Regions from separate parts of the Mus musculus genome. Here region 2 is linked to region 1. The links are chromatin contacts, called in public promoter capture Hi-C maps. All regions are on one chromosome and are shown on one strand. The core of a region is the stretch at or near the end of the contact, and the rest is flanking DNA. Distances in the headings are between cores, read along the strand shown.

Region 1 (6,633 bases), core at 3,799-6,298:
GCCATGTTCTTATACTGTGTGCACATGCATGTGCATGCCTGAGGGGACACACAACATGTTCTTATACTGTGTGCACATGCATGTGCATGCCTGAGGGGACACACAACAACATTTGGGAGCTGGCTCTTTTCTTCCACCATTGGTTTCGAGGGTCAACTTCAGACTTTAAGGCTTGCATAGTCTTGTTACTCTCTGGTAAATACTGCTCCAAGAACACACACATACTGAAATGAGTTTCTGTGTAAATGAGACTCTGTCTTAGAAAGCCAAAGAGAAAATAAACTTGTGGTATAGTAGCTGTGGCTCTAAGTCAGCTTTTAAATGTCTGAATATACATGCAGGAACACAGTAGAGAAGAGAGCATAGCACTGGCTGTGGGTCCTGTATCCTGTCTGAGGTGGGTCCTCTAGGCCCTGGGCTGCTGCTTTCAGCACTTCCTGGGTCCTAGGGATCCGGATTCAGGCCGTGGGGCTTACATAGTAAGTGGTTACTCTCACTGAGCCATATCCCCAGCTCTAAAACAGGCTTTCTTAGTAATTGCTAAACTTGGAAAAAGAAAAATTCAAGAAAACAAAAATCTCAGTACCATGGCATGTCCCTACTCTCTTATTGGTAAACTTAGTCATTTTTCACATATTCGTACCCATTTGTGAGTATGTGTGCATGTGCATTTGTGTTGATACAAAGTCTCTCTCACTGTGCACCTCTGGGTGGCTTTGAATTCAGAGAATCCACTTGCTTTTGCCTCCCACGTCTTGAGATTTAAGGCATGTGTCAGGACTGATACATAACCTTTAAGCATCATTGAATGTGTATGTGTGTATTGAGTTTCTATTGCTGTGAAGAGACAGCATGATCATGGTAACTCTTAAAAAAGAAAACATTTATTTTTTAAACACTGTCAGAGGATTAGTCTGTTATCCTCATGGTAGAAAGCATGGCAACAGACAGACAGATATGGTAGCTGAGAGTTCTATATCCAGATTGGAAGGCCGCAGGAAGGGACCCTGGCCCCGGCTTTGGCTCTTAAAATCTCAAAACCCATCCCCACAGACACATTTCCTCCAACTAGGCCTCACCTCCCAATCCTAATCTTTTTGTTTTTCAAATAGTGCCACTCCCTAGTGACCAAGCATTCAAATCTGAGACTATGGGGCCATTCTCATTCAAACCACCTGTTTGTCCCCGAGAGAGAGAGAGAGAGAGAGAGAGAGAGAGAGAGAGAGAGAGAGAGAGAGAGAGTGTGTGTGTGTGTGTGTGTGTGTGTGTGTGTATGTATGTATGTATGTATGTATGTATGTATGTATGTACTGGCTGGTTTTGTGTCAACTTGACACAAGCTAGAGTCATCACAGAGAAGGGAGCCTCAGTTGAGGAAATGCCTTTTTGAGATCCAGCGGTAGGGCATTTTCTCAACTCGTGATCAATGGGAGAGAGCCCAGCCTAATGTGGGTGGTACTATCCCTGGGCAGGTGGCCCTGGGTTCTATAAGGCAGGATGAACAAGCCATGGGAGCAAGCTAGTAAGCAGCATCTATCTGTGGCCTCTGCATCAGGTTCCTGGCCTGACTTTACCTTCATGAGAAACAGCAATGTGGAAGTAAAAGAAACCCTTTCCTCCTTAACTTGCTTTCTGACCATGGCGTTTTGTCACAGCAGTAGAAACCCTAAGGAGCCACATTTGTGAAGTGCCTCTTGAAGCCTGGAGGTGTTGGATACCCGAAGACTAACAGATGTGTATGAGCTGCCAGATGGGTGGGTGGGTGTGGGGATCGAACCTCTGATTCCCTGGGAGAACAGCCAGTGCTCTTAACCTCTGAGTCATCTCTCCAGCCTACTAATGAAATTTTGTAGGTATATAATATTAGAATACTATAAATAGCTTGCAGAAAAGTTTTCTCCCCCAAGGGGGGCTCTCAATGTATAGCTCTGTCTGACTTTGAATCATTATTTAACCCAAGCTGACCTTGCACTCTTGGCAATCCCTGTCTCAGACTCACAACTAGAGATTAAAAGTATGTGTCACCAAGCCCAGCTAAACTAAATTTTGTTAGTGTGTGAGAGGGGAGGGAGAGGGAGAGGGGTCCAAGAGCATCTTTGTGGAGTTGGTTCTCCCCTTCCACCTTTACCTAAGTACCTGGGAGCAAACTCGGTTCTCTAGGCTTGTGTAACAAATACAATTATCTGCTGAGCCAACTCACCAGACCCTAAACCAAATCTTTTAACTTGGGTCAGTAGAGCTTTACACTGAACAGGAAGATAGCAATTCATTTGTGCCACTATAATAAAACTACTTAAGACTGGATCATTTAGTAGGCACAGAAACTACAGTTTTAGACTCTAGAAAACTCAAAATGAATTTGCCGGTAAGCCTGGCAATTCCATTTCCAAAGATGCCTTGAATTTTGAATAAAGCAATGAAGTTGCCATCAAGTTTAAGGGGAAATGATTTTTTTTTTTCAGTAAGTGGGGTTGGGTTAGTTGGTATCTGTATGGAGAATAAAATAATGGACTTTTATCCCTTGTTATACTTTCAAAAAAGTTGTCAGAGTAAACAATAGACTTAAATGTGGAAAGTGAGCGATCTAAAAGAAATGTTTCAAGAGCCTTTGAGTAGAGAGAGTCTTACACATGGCACAAAAGAAATGATTATAAACTGAAGAAGAACGAAGACCAAAGTGTGGACACTTTGCCCCTTCTTAGAATTGGAAACAATCACCCATGGAAGGAGTTACAGGACAAAGTTTGGAGCTGAGACAAAAGGATGGACCATCTAGAGACTGCCATATCCAGGGATCCATCCCATAATTAGCCTCCAAACGCTGACACCATTGCATACACTAGCAAGCGTTTGCTGAAAGGACCCTGATATAGCTGTCTCTTGTGAGACTAGGCCGGGGCCTAGCAAACACATAAGTGGATGCTCACAGTCAGCTATTGGATGGATCACAGGGCCCCCAATGGAGGAGCTAGAGAAAGTATCCAAGGAGCTAAAGAGATCTGCAACCCTGTAGGTGCAACAACATTATGAACTAACCAGTACCCCAGAGCTCTTGACTCTAGCTCCATATGTATCAAAAGATGGTCTAGTTGGCCATCACTGGAAAGAGAGGCCCATTGGACACGCAAACTTTATATGCCCCAGTACAGGGGAACGCCAGGGCCAAAAAGTGGGAATGGGTGTGTAGGGGAGTGGGGGGGAGGGTATGGGGGACTTTTGGGATAGCATTGGAAATGTAACTGAGGAAAATACGTAATAAAAATATTTTTAAAAAAGAAATGATTATAAATTGATCTGTGTGAAAACTTGTTTCAGACGATATTAAGAGATGCCAACTGGCACAAGGTGTCTGCAATAAATGCATCCAAGAAGGAAGTCACACCCAGCCATGCAAAGAACTGCAAACGGAACAAAACTAACATTTCCTTTAAAGACATTATGCAGAAGACACTCCTCATCGTTATGCATCTGTTCTTTTACAGTCTAGTTTCTGCAGGGTTCACAGAAACGGAAAACAACCTTGAATGGAAAGATCCAAAACGATGCTCTCTACCTTCCCTTACAGATCTGCTTAGCTTCAGTTTAGTTGAGCTAATTTGATCTTCTCAGTACTTACTAAAACCTGAAACCTGCACCTCTTTGAGTTTAGTGGCCAGCTGGCCCTGGTCTGCCTCAAGTGTCTCTCCCACCTACTTCTCCTTTCCCACAAGTGGATTCAGATTCCTTTCTGGGACCTGTTATCTTCTATCAGCCCTTCCCCGCCCCGGCTCGACCCCCCCCCCCCTTCAAACAACCCATTTACAATACAGATGGGATATACCTACAGGTGGCAAATGTGTTACACTTTAAACTTTGTAGTATTCCACACTTCCATCTCTTGATGACCCCATACATACTTAAATCTTTGTAACCTCCGTTTCTCCATCTTGAATATGGGCTCAAGTTTCTCTGTATTTTCAAACGTCCTCCCACCGTTATTTTTTGCATCTGCAAGGGGTGATTGATTGGTAGGTTGAGGTTGTAACAAAAAATTATAATACCCACGATAGCTAGCAAGCACAACTAGGCGTTTGGCCAGTATGGAAAACGTGCTAGAAAAGTGGGGAAGACAAAACTTAGGTCTTTTAAAGTTAGAACTCAGAAAAGTGGGCGAGTTTAACAGTGGGGATATGTACACAAATGCCTGAACTGTAATTTCTTTTTCTTCGTGGACTGTCATGTTTCCAGACTGAGGTCTTATATATATCTTGTTTGAGGAAGCCAACGACCACTTCAATCATTTCACCTACTAAAACAGACTTGGTAAAACGAGTTACTGAGCGTTATCAAGAGCTTTTAAATCAAGTTTGGTGAACCTATAACTGCCACTCCCTCCTGTTGCCCCTTACCACTCAGTTTCAAAGAATTCGCAGGAAACTTCCTAGTGTGATGTTTGGCTCTAAGGACGGCGGGGGACGGGGGGCTTACTGGTTACTTAGAACACAAAGCAGCAATAAGACCATTAGCTATAGGTCACTTTCATCCACGCGGTGCTTGTGAAACAGGCTTTTCTTGGTTTGGAAAGCCGACTTAGGAAGGAAGCTTGGGGTGTGGAGCTCTGGCATCTGGCAGGCCCTCCGGAAAACTCCGTCCTCCATGCCGGTAACGTGACTTCCGGCGAGCCAGGCCGTCCGGGTTCTCCACGGAGAGAGTCATGCGAACTGATGCGCCATCCCGGGCTCTGCTGCCGGAAAAGACCTGGCTGCCACGAGTGACGTCACGCACAACTTGGCCGCCGGCGGTAGCCATGATGAAAACCGGAGTAAACGGAGCTTAACGTGACACTCCTTAGCGAAGCCAGAACTACCTCCCGACGGATCCCCAGTACCTTACAGTGGGCTCCGAGACAATATTTCAAAGCTTACAAGCCATGCCGGATCCCCCACGGGCGTACGGCGGGGCGCGGGACTCACGGCCACGCCCTCGGGGCGGGGGCTTGGCTGCGTCACGGGTAGGGGCGGGGCCGGAGAGCGTTTCCTCCTCTTTCCCAGCCGGCCCCGCGCCTACCTGCCCACCCTTCGCCTCCTTTTCCGCGGCTGCATGCTGCGCGACCGCTGATTGGCTACGGAGGACGGAAGCTCAGTTGGGGTTTCTTTAGAAGTTTTCCCTTCCTGGGCGGCGGCGGAGCTGGTAACCAAGGTAGAAACGCTCAGGCAGAAGCTTTCTTGACTCCTAGGGATGGCGGCAGCTGCAGCAGGACCTGCATCGTCCCAGCGGTGCGTGATTTTCTTCACCTTTGCTGTTTGTCTTTCTATTCTTTCCTTGATTAGAGAGACCTGCTGAAGTCGTTGTTTTCTTGGCAGGCTTTTCCAGAGCTTCTCAGATGCTCTGATCGACGGGGATCCCCAGGCAGCATTAGAGGTGAGTGAGCTCACTGGGACTGTTGGGTCCCTACAGACCCCTCCTCTTCCCGGCATTACCTTCGTGGGAGCAAAGCTACAATGTATCTAAGTCCCAAAATTAAGATACTTAATCTCTTTGTCTCCTTAATACCTTTGCCATAGATCTTGCCCTTCCTCTCCACAAGCTCCCGATGAGGGCACCTCCCTCCCATTTATTTCTTGGAAACATAGTTACTGTCTGTGGTTGCACTTATAATGGCATTTATGATCAAGGAAAAGGCGAAAATAGGGCTTGATGTATCAATTTTTTACTTTAACAGTTATGTTTGCCCTTATATGTCAGGTACTGTTAAGTGTCCTTAATTAAATTTACTAAAGAACATTTTCCCTCTGTGCCTTCCACTTTACAGATGACTGTGGTTGTTCTTTATACAGTTGTTTATAAAACCGCGCTTTTTATCTAGGCTGGCCTTAAACTTTGGATCCTGCGAGTTCTTGGGATGTATCAGTAAATAAACCCTGCCTACATTTTAGTATTATATGATTTGCTTTTGGGCCATTTCAGGTGAAGTCTAGAACAAACTAGCTTTGTACGGATGTTTCTTAGGAGCGCTGGCTGGACTCCAGAGAGTTATCGGCACATGTCAAGTATGGTGGTACAGGCCTGTAATCCTGGTACTCAGGCGGTGAATGCCCTAGGGTCAGAAATTCAAGGTCATCCTCAGCTACTTTGTGAGTTGAGGCTAGCCTGGGATGTGTGAAATTCTTCCCGACACTTCAGAGCTCCCCCGCTGGAAAAAAGGAAACATTTTTATGTTTTGAGCCTTAGAGAAATCACTTTTGTAGAGACTAGCAGACTAGGATAGCTACATTGTTGTTTTAATGTTACAAGCTCCGCTTTGTATTCTTAGGTCTACAGAGTGATCATGAGGTTTGATAGCGCGGTATTAGAGAGCCTGCTGGTGTTGGCGCACACCTTTAATCCCAGTGCTTGGGCGGCAGAAGCAGGTGGATCTCTTGAGTTTGAGGCCCACCTGGTCTACCATGAGAGTTCCAGTATGGCCAGAATTACACAGAGAAACCCTGTCTCAAAAGAAACAAAACAACAAAAATCAAGGCATTAGTGACTTTGAGATTAGGGCTACAGACGCAAGTATCTTTATATTTTCTGCCAAAGGAAATTAAAACCCGAATTGAGAGTAGGGGGAAGGACTGAAAAAGGAGAAGGAAATGAATAATTATTAAAAGGTTA
Region 2 (6,482 bases), core at 321-2,820, 630 kb after region 1:
AAGAAGTTATCTATGCAGTGGGGTAGGTAGCATGAATATGAGCTATTGTGCCTTCTTGTGAGGTAATGCAAGGCACTTTCTTTATTTGGGAGGCTCCTTCTGCTAAATGCTTACTTTAGTTTTTTTCAAGGTATGATTTTTCAAAAAGGTTTATCTTGGAAAGCTGAAAGGTTGATTTGTTTCTTTCAATCAGGTTTAATAGCTTCAACTTTTAGAACTTACTGCTCAAAGACAGCAACAAAGACAGAACTGATTTTTGCCCCTTCGGCTCTGGAGTGTTTTTTCAGTTGAGAAATGAAAATGTGTCTCAGGATAGGACACTATGTGCTTTGTTCTAAATGGCACTGAAACTGTCCCTGGCCTACACAGGTATTGGTGCAGAGTCCTGCAAAGCTGATGCAGACTTTAACACATGTGTGGGAATTTCCTGTGGCCTAAGTTTTTCCAAATGTATGTTACTAATTTTATGTAACAGGAATGAAGAATTACGAAAATAGCAAGGTGGTACTAGAAATTAGAAAGCTAACTTTTTTTTAAATGTGTTTCCAATGAAAATTACCTTAGTGTACCTACAATGTATTCTGTGTATAATGGGAGATATTGGTATTTATGTGCTCAGCAAAATAAAACCTGTATTATTAAAATTACCGAAGGATAAATTGCATGTTATAGATGTGACTACTTGACATATTGGTGACCAACAGTATGTTTGGTGTTTTGGGTTTAGGAGTAAATGTATAGGTTGTTCATCAAATTCTCCTGCTTTAAAACCAGGCTGCTGCTTCATGTCTACCTCTTCTGACTGCAATATTACCCTTGACCATGCTGTTGGTTTTGCTTTATATTTTACTCCAGCAGAAATCAAAATGTATTTTATAGACCTATACTTTGGCAATATGCTAGGAAAGAGAACACAAGCAACTTAAAGCAAATTTCTGCCACAGTGCTTTTAATATTAACAGAGATTTTCATCTAACAGCACCAACAGAATAGAACATGAGAATATCACAGCTCAGGGCTGTAAACACAGCTTCCTGATGTCTTAGTCCCTAGGGAGAACAGAGCACACAGTTTTTATATTATTCAGCTTGTCATTCTATTGGCATAGAACTGATTTTCTTTTTTGCCTCAGAAAATGCCTCTTTTCCAAATCTCCAGCTGCCCTTCATTCATAAAGCAGCATTTTAATAAGGTAGTTGTTTACTACAAAACAATGATAATACTAATAACGAATCCCTAACAGCAAAGCATATTCCTTTCCAGCGACGGCCTCGTTGATGCCAAACAGCTGGAGGAAAGATGGGCGAAAACGCAATCAGGCATTTAAACACCATTGCTGGATGTTTCCAAACATAAACATCCAGATGTATAGCGTTGTGGAAGTAATAGGTTTGATTACTTGCCTTTTGCATACTTCATCTGGATCTTTTGATGCTATGTGGATGAAATCTTAAGAGTATTCTTCATTTTTCTGTATCCTAAATGGCTTTTCTGAACATGCATGGTAACACCAATGCTGAGAACTGATAGAGACTGAGCCTGGCAGAGGTTGTGTGAGAGAAAGAAGGGAAAGGATTTCGAACGTGGTTAAATGGGTCCCTCTCCTGGCTAATGCATGTGGCAGCAAGGACTTGAGAGTCCACTGAAGCACTTTCAGTTTTCAGCTGATAAATATATAAGAATAAAGATCCTGAGGGGAAGGTCAAGATTGCCCTATTCTCTCTGAGACCCAGAGCCCAAATAACCAGGGGCTTTCTGTGGTATTTAGTTCTAACAAAGGCAACTCTTTTGTATACCATTGAAAATACTTGCTCAAGAAGAATCTGCAGTCACCGGTACTGAGGTATAGCTGTTTGTTTTTCCAAAGGTTGCCTCATCAGGCAAGATTAAAAGTCTCAAAAAGATCAAATGAGTGTTTTTTGTTTTTTTGTTTGTTTGTTTGTTTTGTCCTGAAACTTCAGACTACCCTTCCCAAACCAACTCAAGTCTCTTGTGGTCTTTCTCTGATACCAGTTATTGGTAATTAGCATGAAAAGTCATTGCCAAAATATGTCACTAAGCATGGACACCTAAAGATTTAATGATCTCATCAGAGGTGGCCTGGTCTCAGAATCACATTCTCATGTCCTAGTGCAAAAATAAATGCCAATGCCTATCCAAGACTGAAAGGAAAAAAAAAATTAGTCATTTTTTTCTGACACGTCCTTGAAGAAATCAATTCTACAGATCACGGAGGAGCCAAGAAAAGCTTGTGCATATGAGTAACTCAGTCTGCTCAGTGAGTCAAGATGACTAGTTAAAAGAGCACTCTGCCGTGATGATGTCTCCTAGGCACGAAGAACAATGCCATCATTAACGCGTGGGACTGTTTAGCATTTAGAGCGCTTCACACATAAAGAAACTTAACACGAGACTATTTATTATCCTTTAGACAGATGGTTTAATGTGTCTTTAGCCTTCAGCCAACCAGGCCACCCGTGGTTTTCTTTAGCCAGGGGCTTTTAAAAAATAATTGGGAGGCAACAATTTTCTAACAAGACTGACTGCAGTATACTTCCTTAAATCTCTTTTTTACCCTTAAGTATCCCTTGCAGTTGTTCAAGGCTGACAAACTTCTCTGACATTGATTCCTCACATATAAGTAATTACTGACATAAAAGAGGATGGAGGGGTATAGATTGTTTTGTTTTGTTTTGTTTTCATTAGTGGTTCCTTCGCAATAGAAAGACTATTCAGATATGATTACTCTGGAAGATCGTTCTCTTCTGATTAGACATTGCCTCACTCTAGAGAAGTCGTTATTACAGGAGTCTCCAAAACAAGAAATGCCATTCCAACATGGACGATAACGGGGTGGGAAGTTGTACATTGTAATATACTTATCTTAAGTGGTAAAAGCCAGGGGTAGCTATGCCTCCAAGGAAGAGAGTTCCTTAGTAGAGAGTAAACAGCTCGTGGATTCCATAGTATTATGATCAATGCGCGAAATGCACACATTACAAAAGCAAATCAGATGTACCGGTATGTGAAAACTTATAAAGAGATTTTAATGACTCCTGTACAACAACCTTGGGCATTGTTCATTTCTCCAGGTCTTTATGTGACTCAAAGACCCAGAGATGCAGAGGACTGGCCCAAGAAGGTATCCACTTTTCTACTTTTCCTCTATACTCCCTCCTACCTACTCAGTGGAGTTCTACAGAGGTAAAGACTGGGGTGAGGAAAGTGATTATGTCAGCAGAGCATTTAGTGTGCTTAGCAGGGCAAGTGTCTTCTGGGCTTTGAAAGGACGAGAAGTCTGAGCACAGAATCTAGGATTTTTTTTTTTTTTTTTTTTTTTTTTTTTGGAGCAAAATTGTGTGTGTGTGCGCGCTGTTTGTTTGAGTTTTGAATTTTTCCACTGCAAGGAGTTAGACTTGTATTTGTGTTGGTTCTGTGACTTGAGCTTTGAGTTTTGCATCAAAATTGTTGATTTTCTCCTGGGAGGAGGAGGAGGAAGATCCTGGCACAGCCATTGGCGATCTAGAGGACCATGTTCAGCTTGATCTCAGCACAGAACATCCAGTCAGTCCCACCTGGTGAAGCAGTTCAACTCTCTGCTCTAGGTATGAAAGGACAGAGGGTGGGTGACTGGGACACAGACCTGAACCTGGAGTGTCTGTGCAGTCAGGCCCCATAATGTACACTGGCCTTCCATGTAATGAGCTCTTATACAAGGAGGGGTAAGGAATGTAAACGACCCTTCCACTGACATTCTCTGGGCTCAAAATCTGATGGAGAGAACTCTGTAGGCACAAGCATACCCTTCTAGGTGCCTATGATGAGGGTGTGGGTGCTAATGAGCCACAGAACATGTGCCTAGCCAAGCATCACAGTCCCTTCTGCATGGAGCTGTAGAGGCACAAGGACACACCCATTGTCAATCTGGTTCAGCTACATGAGCTGGAACTGCCTAGCCAGGCTGCCGACAGCCTGGAGTTGGCAGTCCAGGTCAGAGGTTGCTAGCTTCCTTCTTCTACCTCAGCCCCCTGATTGTTTGTGCTAGATGACAATGACCACAGCCCAGTCCTTATCAGGGTACCTTGACTGAAGTGGAATTGACTGATCATGCACCAGAGTCATCGCTGCCGCTAGATCCGGGTGATGATAAATTCTGACGAGGATTCCAGGAACAAAGGTGATCACCCTTGTTGCACACATCCCGCTCGAAGTCTGCCATACTTTCTGGCTCTCCCTGTGCTCTGGCAGCCCCATCTTCAAGCACCAGTCTATCTACAAGCCTGGACATGGGCCCTGGATTGACACCCACAAGGTCATCGTGAACATGCTGCTTGTCAGTGCTCTTGAAGTGATTATCATTTTCTCCGACATCCCCCAAGTGTCCCCGAAGAGGTGATCGACCTTGTTAGAAAGGCCCAGGACACTGGAAGTCTGAGTTACCTTGCTGTCTTGAAGGGTGGAGCATTTTCCAACTTGTTGGAGCTGGTCAGCACCTCGGACAGAGACCTGGGCATCAACAGGCTCGAGAACAGTGCCCTCTAGTCTCAAGACCAATTCAAGCTGCAGCCAGCCAGTGTCACCTAGTGGTAGCACAGTGCCATTGGCCAGTGAGAGCCTCTGAGGATTATCTGACATTGGTGGAGGAGAGCTGTGGGGTTCCGGACTATGCTACTGGACAAAATGACAAAGCATAAGGTGTCAGTGTGAAAGAATAACCCTTCCGACATCTCTCTGGCCCCACTAGTCACCCAAGACTTGATTCTGAGCCTCTGTGGCCAGGTCACCTTCTGGCAGCTGAAAGCTGAGGCTGGCCACAGCAAGGTCTTGTGCTCCCTCTCCCATCCCCCAGCAAGGTCAACTTTTGTTTATTCTGCGCTGCTACACTGCTATTCTGCTATAAATGCCAGTGGATCAGGCGCCACCTGGTGGGAAAGTTGTGTTGGTCTCAGCTGTGCAGAAGCAATAAGAAGAACTGGGTGATAGGGCACAGGTTTGGAAGTAGAGAGGCAACTGGATTCCTTATTAGTGGTTGGATGCTTTGGCTAATGGCCGAAGCTTTCTGCTAGTGGCCATCTCAGTGTAACGTGTTTTACACAAAGGAATGAGTGCAGCCCAAACCAACAGCAAGCAAGAGGTACCTGAAGTCTCAGAGATTTTAGGAGCTGATTCTGAGGGCCTCAATTCAAACTCTTATGAAATCGTGGCCTCTTTTATTTTGTCAGAATTCTAGGAAAAGTGACATTACATGATATTCTAGTGTGGGGACAGTGAACAGCTTTTATGCCCCTTTCTTCTGGACGGACTGGGTCCCACCTACCATTGGGGAGAACACTCAGCTCTCTACTAGATGTCACAAACATTTAATCAATTTTCATGCCAGGAGGCCTTACACCAATTCAGTGCCTGGCCGTTTGGGACTTCAAATGTCTAATAGGTAGGTGTTGAGGGAGATCTCTTCAGACGATGACAGGAAGCCCAAGGGTAACGTTGATGGGAGTCGATGTCTGCCTTTGCTGCTCCTTTGCCTACGGTAACTCCTCTGGGTCTAGTTTTAACACAAACCCCCTTTAGAGTCAGCTCCTGATGATGCACTCTTGATGAGGGAAGCAGAGCCTGTTCTGTCAGTCTCCTTATCTGAGGGTAAAATGTTAGTGACTGCTGCTCTGCTCTTTATAAATTGAGTTCAATCGTAGTTCCTTCCCACTCCCCATCCCTTTACAGAGAGGATAAATCTGCCTCAAGTTTAAGGTAATTTCTGAATATTTATCGTTGCAGCTGAGCAATGCGCGTGACATTTTGTACATATTTTATGGATAACAAAGTAATTCTTTTCGCTTTCAGGACACATCTGAATCCAGATGGATTTAGTGTGAAGGACAGTGGAGAAGGAGACAGTAAATTGAGTGACAGTAGTTTGGATACCAATAGAGAGGGAGCCAAAAAAAAAAAAAAAGCAACCTTTCAGATGACTGTAAATAAGTACAAACCCATGTCTTTGAACACCCTGATCTCAAAGTCATCATCATATTTATATTCCAGGCAGGAAAAAAAATAGATATGTTGTCCCCCAAATACAGAGCGTGTCCAAGTCATTTGAGAATGCTATGACAAGATGGCCTAGGTTGAGCAGCTTGAGCCAGCAATGTCTATTGACTGATAGATAAATTTCACATAGGGCTAGATTTTAGTTGCTAGAAACACGTATATGGCTTTGCTCGACTTAACTCTGTTTGAAGATTGCTGCAGACAGATAGCCTAATACTACCAGTTAATCCACTGGCTCTGCTATTTTGAGGTCTTCTCTCTTGCCAACACATTTTTTTGATAGTCAAGTTCTTTTTTTTATTTTTTATTAGGTATTTATTTTATTTACATTTCCAATGCTATCCCAGAAGTTCCCCCACACGCTCCCTCCCCCACCCACCCACTCCCACTTCTTGGCCCTGGCATTCCCCTGTACTGAGGCATATAAAGTTTGCACG

Evidence for each region. Promoter capture Hi-C pulls out the DNA fragments that hold promoters and counts their contacts.
Region 2: a promoter capture Hi-C map of hippocampal neurons shows a contact between it and region 1, with 13 times the contacts expected there. The contact joins the enhancer-like site here to the promoter of Sugt1 in region 1. A contact is called at or near these places in 2 of 39 promoter capture datasets (cranial neural crest and hippocampal neurons) and 12 of 115 datasets of contacts at active chromatin or transcription factors (SST interneurons, craniofacial prominence, differentiating embryonic stem cells and 8 more).

The regions. Positions count from the first base shown.
Region 1 is chr14:79,582,612-79,589,244 of GRCm38.p6, forward strand. Sugt1 (SGT1, suppressor of G2 allele of SKP1 (S. cerevisiae)) reads left to right here and starts at 5,049. Exons shown (of 13, transcript NM_026474.6): 1 at 5,049-5,255; 2 at 5,343-5,400. The coding sequence starts at 5,218.
Region 2 is chr14:80,211,536-80,218,017 of GRCm38.p6, forward strand. It overlaps the pseudogene Gm17923. Among named protein-coding and RNA genes, the nearest start is that of Gm31776, 30 kb to the right of the region's middle. Within about 2 kb of position 1,571, at least 12 of the 459 cell types and tissues checked have an H3K27ac peak or open chromatin away from gene starts, as enhancers often do. A contact at or near this core is called in SST interneurons and hippocampal neurons, where this site is marked.